Regions from separate parts of the Mus musculus genome. Here region 2 is linked to region 1. Evidence: chromatin contacts called from public promoter capture Hi-C data. All regions are on one chromosome and are shown on one strand. Each heading gives the region's core, a stretch centred on a gene start, on an enhancer-like site or on the middle of the called end of the contact. The rest is flanking DNA. Distances are from core to core; before and after follow the strand shown. Region 1 holds the start of Igf1os (a long non-coding RNA gene). Region 2 overlaps Gm16271 (predicted gene 16271).

What was found. Promoter capture Hi-C pulls out the DNA fragments that hold promoters and counts their contacts.
Region 2: a contact with region 1 is called in a promoter capture Hi-C map of liver, with 2.1 times the contacts expected there. The contact joins the enhancer-like site here to the promoter of Igf1os in region 1. A contact is called at or near these places in 10 of 39 promoter capture datasets (HPC-7-derived erythroid cells, cranial neural crest, embryonic stem cells and 4 more), 1 of 484 Hi-C or Micro-C datasets (embryonic stem cells), 1 of 115 datasets of contacts at active chromatin or transcription factors (large pre-B cells) and 1 of 9 other capture datasets (liver).

Annotation. Positions count from the first base shown.
Region 1 is chr10:87,861,133-87,865,128 of GRCm38.p6, reverse strand. Igf1os (a long non-coding RNA gene) reads left to right here and starts at 1,736. Exons shown (of 3, transcript XR_871929.2): 1 at 1,736-2,156. It overlaps Igf1 (insulin-like growth factor 1), which reads right to left. Exons shown (of 4, transcript NM_001111275.2): 2 at 242-398.
Region 2 is chr10:87,031,136-87,035,131 of GRCm38.p6, reverse strand. It overlaps Gm16271 (predicted gene 16271), which reads right to left. Exons shown (of 5, transcript NR_165263.1): 5 at 3,247-3,635. Among named protein-coding and RNA genes, the nearest start is that of 1700113H08Rik, 25 kb to the left of the region's middle. Within about 2 kb of position 2,106, at least 3 of the 459 cell types and tissues checked have an H3K27ac peak or open chromatin away from gene starts, as enhancers often do. A contact at or near this core is called in liver, where this site is marked.

The DNA.
Region 1 (3,996 bases), core at 487-2,986:
AACTCTTAAGGAAGAAAATTCGACCCTAAATCTCCCAAACCTGCCAATGCCCCACTGAAGTGTTATGCATACATTAAGGTGATGGATATGGGGGTTGGGGGGTGGAGGGTGGCTGTTAGCCATAGGCAGTCACTCAGTTATTCGACCAATCCCTGTGGTTATAAATCCAGGAAACCATCTACTTCTGAATCATTGTAGCAGGGAGAAGAGGGTTGGGAGAGGGGATGGGAGAGCTACTCACTGAAGTAAAAGCCCCTCGGTCCACACACGAACTGAAGAGCATCCACCAGCTCAGCCCCGCAAAGGGTCTCTGGTCCAGCTGTGGTGGAGCTGGTGAAGGTGAGCAAGCAGAGCGCCAGGTAGAAGAGGTGTGAAGACGACATGATGTGTATCTTTATCTGTCGGAGGGGGAAAATAAAAAGGAGGTTCAGGTATCCTTCTGGGTCCTGAAAGGATGGGGCAGCGATGTGTTGACTCGCACTTGGTACTCCTTCTCATCATTCATTCAAACGCTCTGTCCTAGAAGAGCAGTGTGGCATGAAGGGCCCCCGAGGGACCTGGCCTGAGCCCATCTTGACATCAGACAAACTGTGGTTAGTCCCTTTGCTACTGGGTCTTCAGAGGTTCTCCTGGAGCTTTTATGAGTTCCTATTATTAATAAGTAGGGTAAAAGGGCTACAAACATTTATTGGGTGACAAAAGATGCAGTTATTTTAGTGTGTGCGCGTATATGTGTGTGCTTGTGGTGGGATGTGTTTATGTGTGTGTGTGGGGTGGGATCCCCATGCCAGTCTGATATAAAACATCTAAATTATCAAATATTAAATTGTGCTCAGCTTTACATTCAAACTGTTTCAACTTAAATAATCTAAAACCTGACCATTTCCAGATGGTACATATATTCATTATATTTATTATTGCTTTGAATATTAAATTAACCAGGGCATCATTCTCTGTCCATAGATTAAGAAGATTTTATACTGGCCAGAACAGTATTAAAAAAATCTATTATTATAGCCTTCCAGAGAGAGAGAGAGAGAGAAAGGAAGGGAGGCAGGGAGAGCAGAGGTGGGGGACGAGGCGGAGAAATCTTACCTGCGAATATTAGCAGCTAACACAACCACAGGTGGAAAACCAAACAAGCAGTCTCAAAACAGGAAAATCATGCAAGATTTAGGAATGCAATTGTCTCACAAAAGCATTGTGAAAGGAAGGTGTGATTCCCTCTCCTTACACACCATGAAGGTCATAGTCTGTACCTCCATAACATAGTGCAGGCTGATGAAAGTCATGATGTCTTTATTTAATTAAAGGTTTATGTGAGGTGAGAGCCTTCAGGAAAAAAAAAAGAAAAAAAGAAGCCTCCATAACAGGGGTAAACTTTCCCATATGTTGTTGTTCAATGGGGGCGTGGACAGTGGGCAGAATTATCATTTAATGACCGGTAGACTGAGGTGGAAAACCCAGTGTGTCTTGCTTCTCCTGATTCTTCTATGCCCCTTTGTGAAGCATTCATAAATCCTGGGTATAAGATTTAGGACCCCTCTGGGGGGAGGGGCCAGTGGCCTGCCATCAGACAGGGCAGGCAGCAGACTTCTCTCTGGCCAGCTCCTCTACTGGAAGTCATGGGAGGTCAGAAGCAAATGTTCAAGTTTTATGGCTGCCTTGGGGAAGAGGGTTTCTCATTTCTCTTCCTGCCTTAGGGGAGAGTGACAAGCAGGAAAAGGGAGGCTGGCAGCAGGTCAGGGAGTTTAACAATCATCTCCCAAACTTCAACAGGACGTAAATGTAATCTTTTACGCCAGGGTCCTCTCTTCTAGCTCACTATCAGACTGAGAGACGTTTTTTAAATGCAGGACACTGGGCTTAAAACCTGCAAGAGCCTTTTCTTGAGCAGCAGCCACTCTGACTTATTCTCTGGGAAGCACTCACGGATCCCTGTTATCAACTTTATAACAAAATCTACCAAGGAACCCTTGTTTGGCACAAGCTAGCCGATGGTTAGTAGCCAAATGGCACCCCTGCCAAAGTCAGCATTCCTGGGACTCCAGTCGCTCTTCATTCTAAGAAGCAGTCAGACACTGTGGTGACGTCCCACTTTTCAGGGTTGCTGCTTGTGGAACCAGCGTGTACTTTCTTCCAGGAAGGCCCCTAAGGTGAGCGACTTCACCCCTTTCAGAGACATATGCTTTCAATATTGTGGAAAGAGTCACCAGTAGAGTATGAGGTGAGCCACCCTATAAAAGGGGTAACGGAGATATACTGGAAGCTATAATTTTTAAAGGAGGTTTTCTTTTTCTTTTTTCTTTTCTTTTCTTTTTTCTTTTTTTTTTTTTTTTGAATCTCACAGTTGAGGCAAATTCATTCAATCCCCACTTGTTTGGAGAGTGAGACTCAGAGATATTGAGTTTATGGCCATTTCCCTGTCCTGTGTGAGTGAGCTCTCTACTTAATGGCTCTATATCAGTGGCAAATTTTACTCAACTATTTTAAACTCATTTTCAATTTAGTGGCTCGTTCTTCAGCCTAGCATTAGGAGGGGGGCAAGGGACCCCTAGGAGGCCCTGATTCTTGATCTCACAAGGTAAATATTTCAGTAGTGTGTATAGAGTGGCTGGAGATGAAAGGAACTCTCCACTCTCAAGTCAACGGGAAACAGAGGACATGCAATTAAGGAGGAGGTACCTCCCCAGTTAAGCCCTTGGTACCTTTGCTCAGTAGGATTTCAGTCTGGAAGTACTCCATCGCCATACAACCAAAGACATCAGAGTTTACAGAAATGAGCTAATGTCTATTGATTCCTCTTAGTTATAAAAAGAAGACAGCGGAGCTTCCCCTTCAGTATTTTTCATGGAAACTTGAATAAATCTAACCCATCAGGGCTTCATGGTTCTTTGTGAAAGGGCAGGCCTGTAATCCCCATGACTGTTCTTAGAGAACACTTCCCTACACTCTGGCAACAGACCAACTTTAGAATGAATGTTAGTTACTCCAGCAAACCCATTTCTGAAGCACTGCCCCCTACCCCTGCTCAGTTTCAGAGAGCGGTGAAGGCCAGCAGGCACCTGCAATGGTTAGTTTGAACCAACTCCACAGCAACTGTTACTCAATCTCACAGCCTTTGTAAATTTAGACTGTCACGAGCTGTCCCAAACTGCATTTTAATAGTTATTTTAAGGGATAGTGCATTTAAGTCCAGCAAGACATATGTACCTGTAGAATTGAAAAACTGAAAACTGCTCAAACCAATTTTCCTTTTTCCTTTCTGCATGGACTTATACTGAAAACCACTGTCTGATAAATATCAATACTAGACCTCTGTACATTTTCCTTTAGCTCAGAGACTAGTCCAGCATACCCACAGAGAGTCAGAGTTTATCACACCATGGTCCCCAAACAGAAAACAATATAGGACTTGCTTAGGAGTTTTAAAAAAGTCCAAAACAAGTCTCCCCATATGTTCTCCATTTCCCCTGGCCCTTATTTCGTCAACCACAAGGAAAACCAGTAGAGAGAAGCCATAGATGTAATAAGAAGAGGGCGAGGAAGGGCCTGAGCAAGAGACAGCCAAAAAAAGTCAATCCTGAACTCAGAACACTTTCCTCAAAGATCACTGATAAATCCACATCTCCAAGGACCTTTCTGTGTTAAACAAGTGAGATATCAATTGATTCCAGGTGTCCGAACAACAACAAAAATGGCTGGTCAAAATACAAGGGCAATAGTTGTAAGTAGGTACTCACTGCAGGTGCGGTCATTTTGGTAGGTCCGGGTCGTTTACACAGCAGGTCAGAGTGGGTACTATGAGGCCGAGGTGAACACAAAACTGAGGACTTAAGAACAGGTGTTGTTTTGTGGGTGGGGTTTGTGAAAGCATCTAGTTACATTTGGACACCCAGGCAGGTATGCTCTGAGCCTGGGTAAACTGCCTTTTGTCCATTTAAACAATGAGTAAATTGCACAGCTGGGAGTTGGAGTCCGTCTTTTTCCCCCAAG
Region 2 (3,996 bases), core at 857-3,356, 830 kb after region 1:
TCCCCAACCAGAAGTAAAGGCCACCCTCAGTTTTAATTCAAGAACAAAACCCTCACTGCACCTGCAAATGGAGCATCCAAAAGTAACCCAGGCTCTTGGAGTTCTTGTTGAAAAGCAGAAGAAAAATCACTGAGCGGGTCCACTAGCTCTTTAGAAATTTTAATTGACCCTAAATTTTAAAAGTGGGTTGAAACTCGGTGGCAAAGGGTTTGACAAGCAAGCGTGCGGCCCTGGTTTCGACAGCTTAGTGCCACAAACAAAATCGATTTAATAAATAAAGGGCAGCAAAACAATCATGCATTAAAATCTCTATGTGTAGCTCAGGCTGTGATGTCTTCTGGGGTACTTCTGTTTTGTACGATTTAGATGTTAATGCATACCATCCGTGTAGTGGCCTACCTAAACCTCGTGTCATCAGACACACCTTTAAAAAGATCTGAGACATCCTACTGTGCTCTGGAGAAACACAACTTACTTTCCATCCCAAGACAGCCAGGCAAATGTCGCTACCCCCGCCCCCTCATTCTATGACTGAAGAAATTGAGACTATTGGAGAGCTGAGCCCAAAAGCTGTGTCTTCACATCTGCCTCTCTGTGCCTTTCCCTGCACCTTATGTATGAAAAGATCCATCAACGTCACAGTCGCTCATGTGGTGGGGAACCATGACATCATGAACAAAGAGTGTGTATTAAAGCTTGTAAATGTTTGTAAGGTATAAAAATGGAAAGAAGGCCAAAAGGCAGAGGGTAAGGTAATATGGCCCAAATTCGTTTTAAGTGGGTTTCTTTTTGTACCTTGCTTAGAAATACAAACAAAATATTAACCATGATAGTTATAGGATGGCGAAAATGTTGCCTCTTCTTCCAATTTAACTTCTACTTTGAACATTTTATACAACGTGCATGTGAAAGCAGTATGGTGCCTTACAGAATAAAACCAATGCATTTGCTTGGTAGTACATATCACAGAATATGTTCTAAATTAGATACAATAAGGAAGGAGGCCGGGCATAATGGTGCAATATCACCAGCACACGGCAGGCTGAGGCAGAAGAATCAGAAGTTCAAAGCATTTTCTATGTAACATTAGCTCTGTCGATTTGACATAACCTAGAATAACCAGGAAAAGAGTATCATGAAGGATTGTCTATACTGGGCTAGCCTGTAAGTTGTCTGTTGGAGTTAATTGGTGTGGAAAAACCCAGCCCATTGTGGGTGGCACTATTCCTTAGGCAGGGTATCATGAATTGTGTAAGAGTGGAGAGAAGCAGAAAAGCTTTTGACTGTGTATGTGATGTGAGCTGTTCAAATCTCCTACTCACACACTGATGAACTATAACCTGAGACTGTAAGCTGAAATAAACCCTTTTCTCCCTAAGATTTTTTTGTTTGTTTGTTTTGTTTTGTTTTTTGGTCAGAGCATTTTAACACATCAACAAAAACACAGCAAGAACAGCTACACAAAGAGTTTGAGGCCAGCCTAGACAACAACCAAATAAATTCAGTGTAGTAAGAAAAGAAAATAGCACCGTGTTTAAGGATTATTTTTATTCCATTTATTTTATACGTATGAGTGTTTGCCTACAAGTATGTCTGTGCACCTCATGTGAATCTGATGCCATCAGGGGACATCAGATTCCCTGGAATTAGAGTTATAGAAAATTGTTAGCTGTCGTGTGGATGCTGGGATCCCAGATCCTCAGCGCTCTTCATCACTGAGCCATCTTTCCCAGACCCACTCTGCTCTATCTTTAATCACTCAGCTATGATTGATATGACCCTGTAGACTCCCTGATCTACTATGCTCTCTGGGGAGTGGGGAAGAGGACATTGTCATCTGCCAATTTGGTGACACAATTGTTAAATGTTCGTGATGCATTTGATATAGTCTGTGAGAGAATGCAGGAACATGAAGACGAGAGACACTGAAGTATTAGTATCTGGCTCGCTAGACTCCTCTAGCATGGGGGTAACGCACAGACACAAGTCTTCAAAGTGGTCGCATCAAGCCACCCCTCCCCACAGCAAGGTATAGCGCAGATCACACGACGATGGGAAATTGTGTTCCTACTGATGGAACAGGAATCAGCTACCTGTCATGGGAAGCTCAGAGTTCAGATGGTTCCTTGGCTCCTTGTGGACTCTGTCTCCTGTCCAGCAGACGTGACTGGCAGTGTGACCTCCTGGAAAGTTCTTGGCTATGTGTCATAATATTGATGATGCAAATGACTCTTTAGCCAAGAATGTTAAGTTCAGGCAACAATGACAGCTACATCCTCCGGCTCAGTGATTGCTTCAGTGTCCTTGTCTGTCACCACCCCAAACTGCTCCTTCATTTCAGGGAACTTGAATGTTCGTGAATAATCTCTTCAGGGCACAATTCTGACAGGATAAAGTTTATATTTACATTTACACGTATATTCCGTCTGAGACCTTACATCTAATTTGATTTCGCTGTGCTCAGTTGCTTCAGCAGCTCCTCTGGCCTTCATTGCTGGCCTTGTCCTTTCTGCTTGTATTTCTTGTGGGTCTGAGTTCAGAATCTCTCTTTCGCTAGTTATCTGCTTTCCACCGAGCATGTCCCCTGGGTACCAGTGACCAGTGACCTCTGGTACCAGAAGTGATCTGGGTTCTACAGCACACACTGTGTTGGGGACAGTTAATATTTCCAAAGCGGGTTTTTAAATGAACTATCTCAAGAAAACATTGTTCGTGGCACATATTTTATATCAAAATGTGTGAAATTGGGTTTCTATAGATCTGTGGTTCTCAACTTTGCCAACGCCCTGGCCCTTTAATAGAGATCCCCATGTTGTGGTGACTCCCAACCATAAAATCATTACCGTTGCCACTTCATAACTGTAAAGTTGCGACTGTTTCAGACTGAAATGTAAAGGTTTTGTGAGCTGGAGGTTTACCAGAGAGGTCACGACCTTTGAGAACCCTAGCTGTAGCTCAAAGGATGCAAAGAGCAGCAGCCTGCTTTTGTTCGCTCATGCACTGCTTGACAGGTTCCAGACTTTCAAGAGTTAAAGAAGATGTACCAAATGTGCATCTGGGGGTTGGATGCTCTAGCCCTGCTTCCCATGAACCCCAACACTGGCATGGTTTTGAGCCAAGGCCTGGCTCTTGTTGATGTTGAATCATTGCCTTGGTTTGACCACCAGCTCAGCACTTCCTAACAGATAAGTCTTTATTTCTCTCAGGCCTCAGTTCTTCACACGAAAAATGGGACAGCATGCTACCTGCTTTGTAATAAGCAGTTTAATTTGAATTAGGTGTTCTAGTTCATATTAGATGTTTTGCTTTCTTCCTGGGTATATAAGTGAATGTCAATGAAATTTTAATTCTTTAGTTTGATCCACAAAATTGTTTTATGGACCTATTGTCTCCAAAAGTACTTACTGTTATGAAATGTGTATTCTAGTGAGTGCTTCGCTTACAACAGATTTCTCTAATGTCTGTTTGCATGGTTTCCATTTGTCAGTCATCATCTTAGAGTCAGAGGTAGGATTCAAATAAAAAAAAAACCCCACAGAAGTCATTCTGAGGCTTTGCACATCTGGTTACATGCCATTTCTCTTACTTCTTAGTGTGTTGATGGTCTCGTCCTAATAGGATGAGAATCCCATGCTCTAGAATAGAGAGGAGAGGAGAAATGTTGGAAAGTTGTAATTTATGCTTTCTAACCGTGTAATTATGTCCTCAATACTTAACAAGCTCTTTAAAGACCCAGGACTGAGGACAGAAAGACTACAGAAGTCACAGGAGATGGAGGACACCAGGAGAACACGGCAGGGCTCACAAGGGCTCACAGAGACTGAAGCAGCAAACGGGATGCCTGAAGGTGTAGCCCCAGGTCCTCTGTGTATGTGCTGTGGCTGTGAGCTTGGTGTTTTTGTGGGACTCCTCACTGTGGGAGCAGGTATGTCTCTGACTCTCCTGCCTGCTCCTGAGACTTTTCCTCCTTTAGGGTTGCCTGTCCTTTTCTGGTTC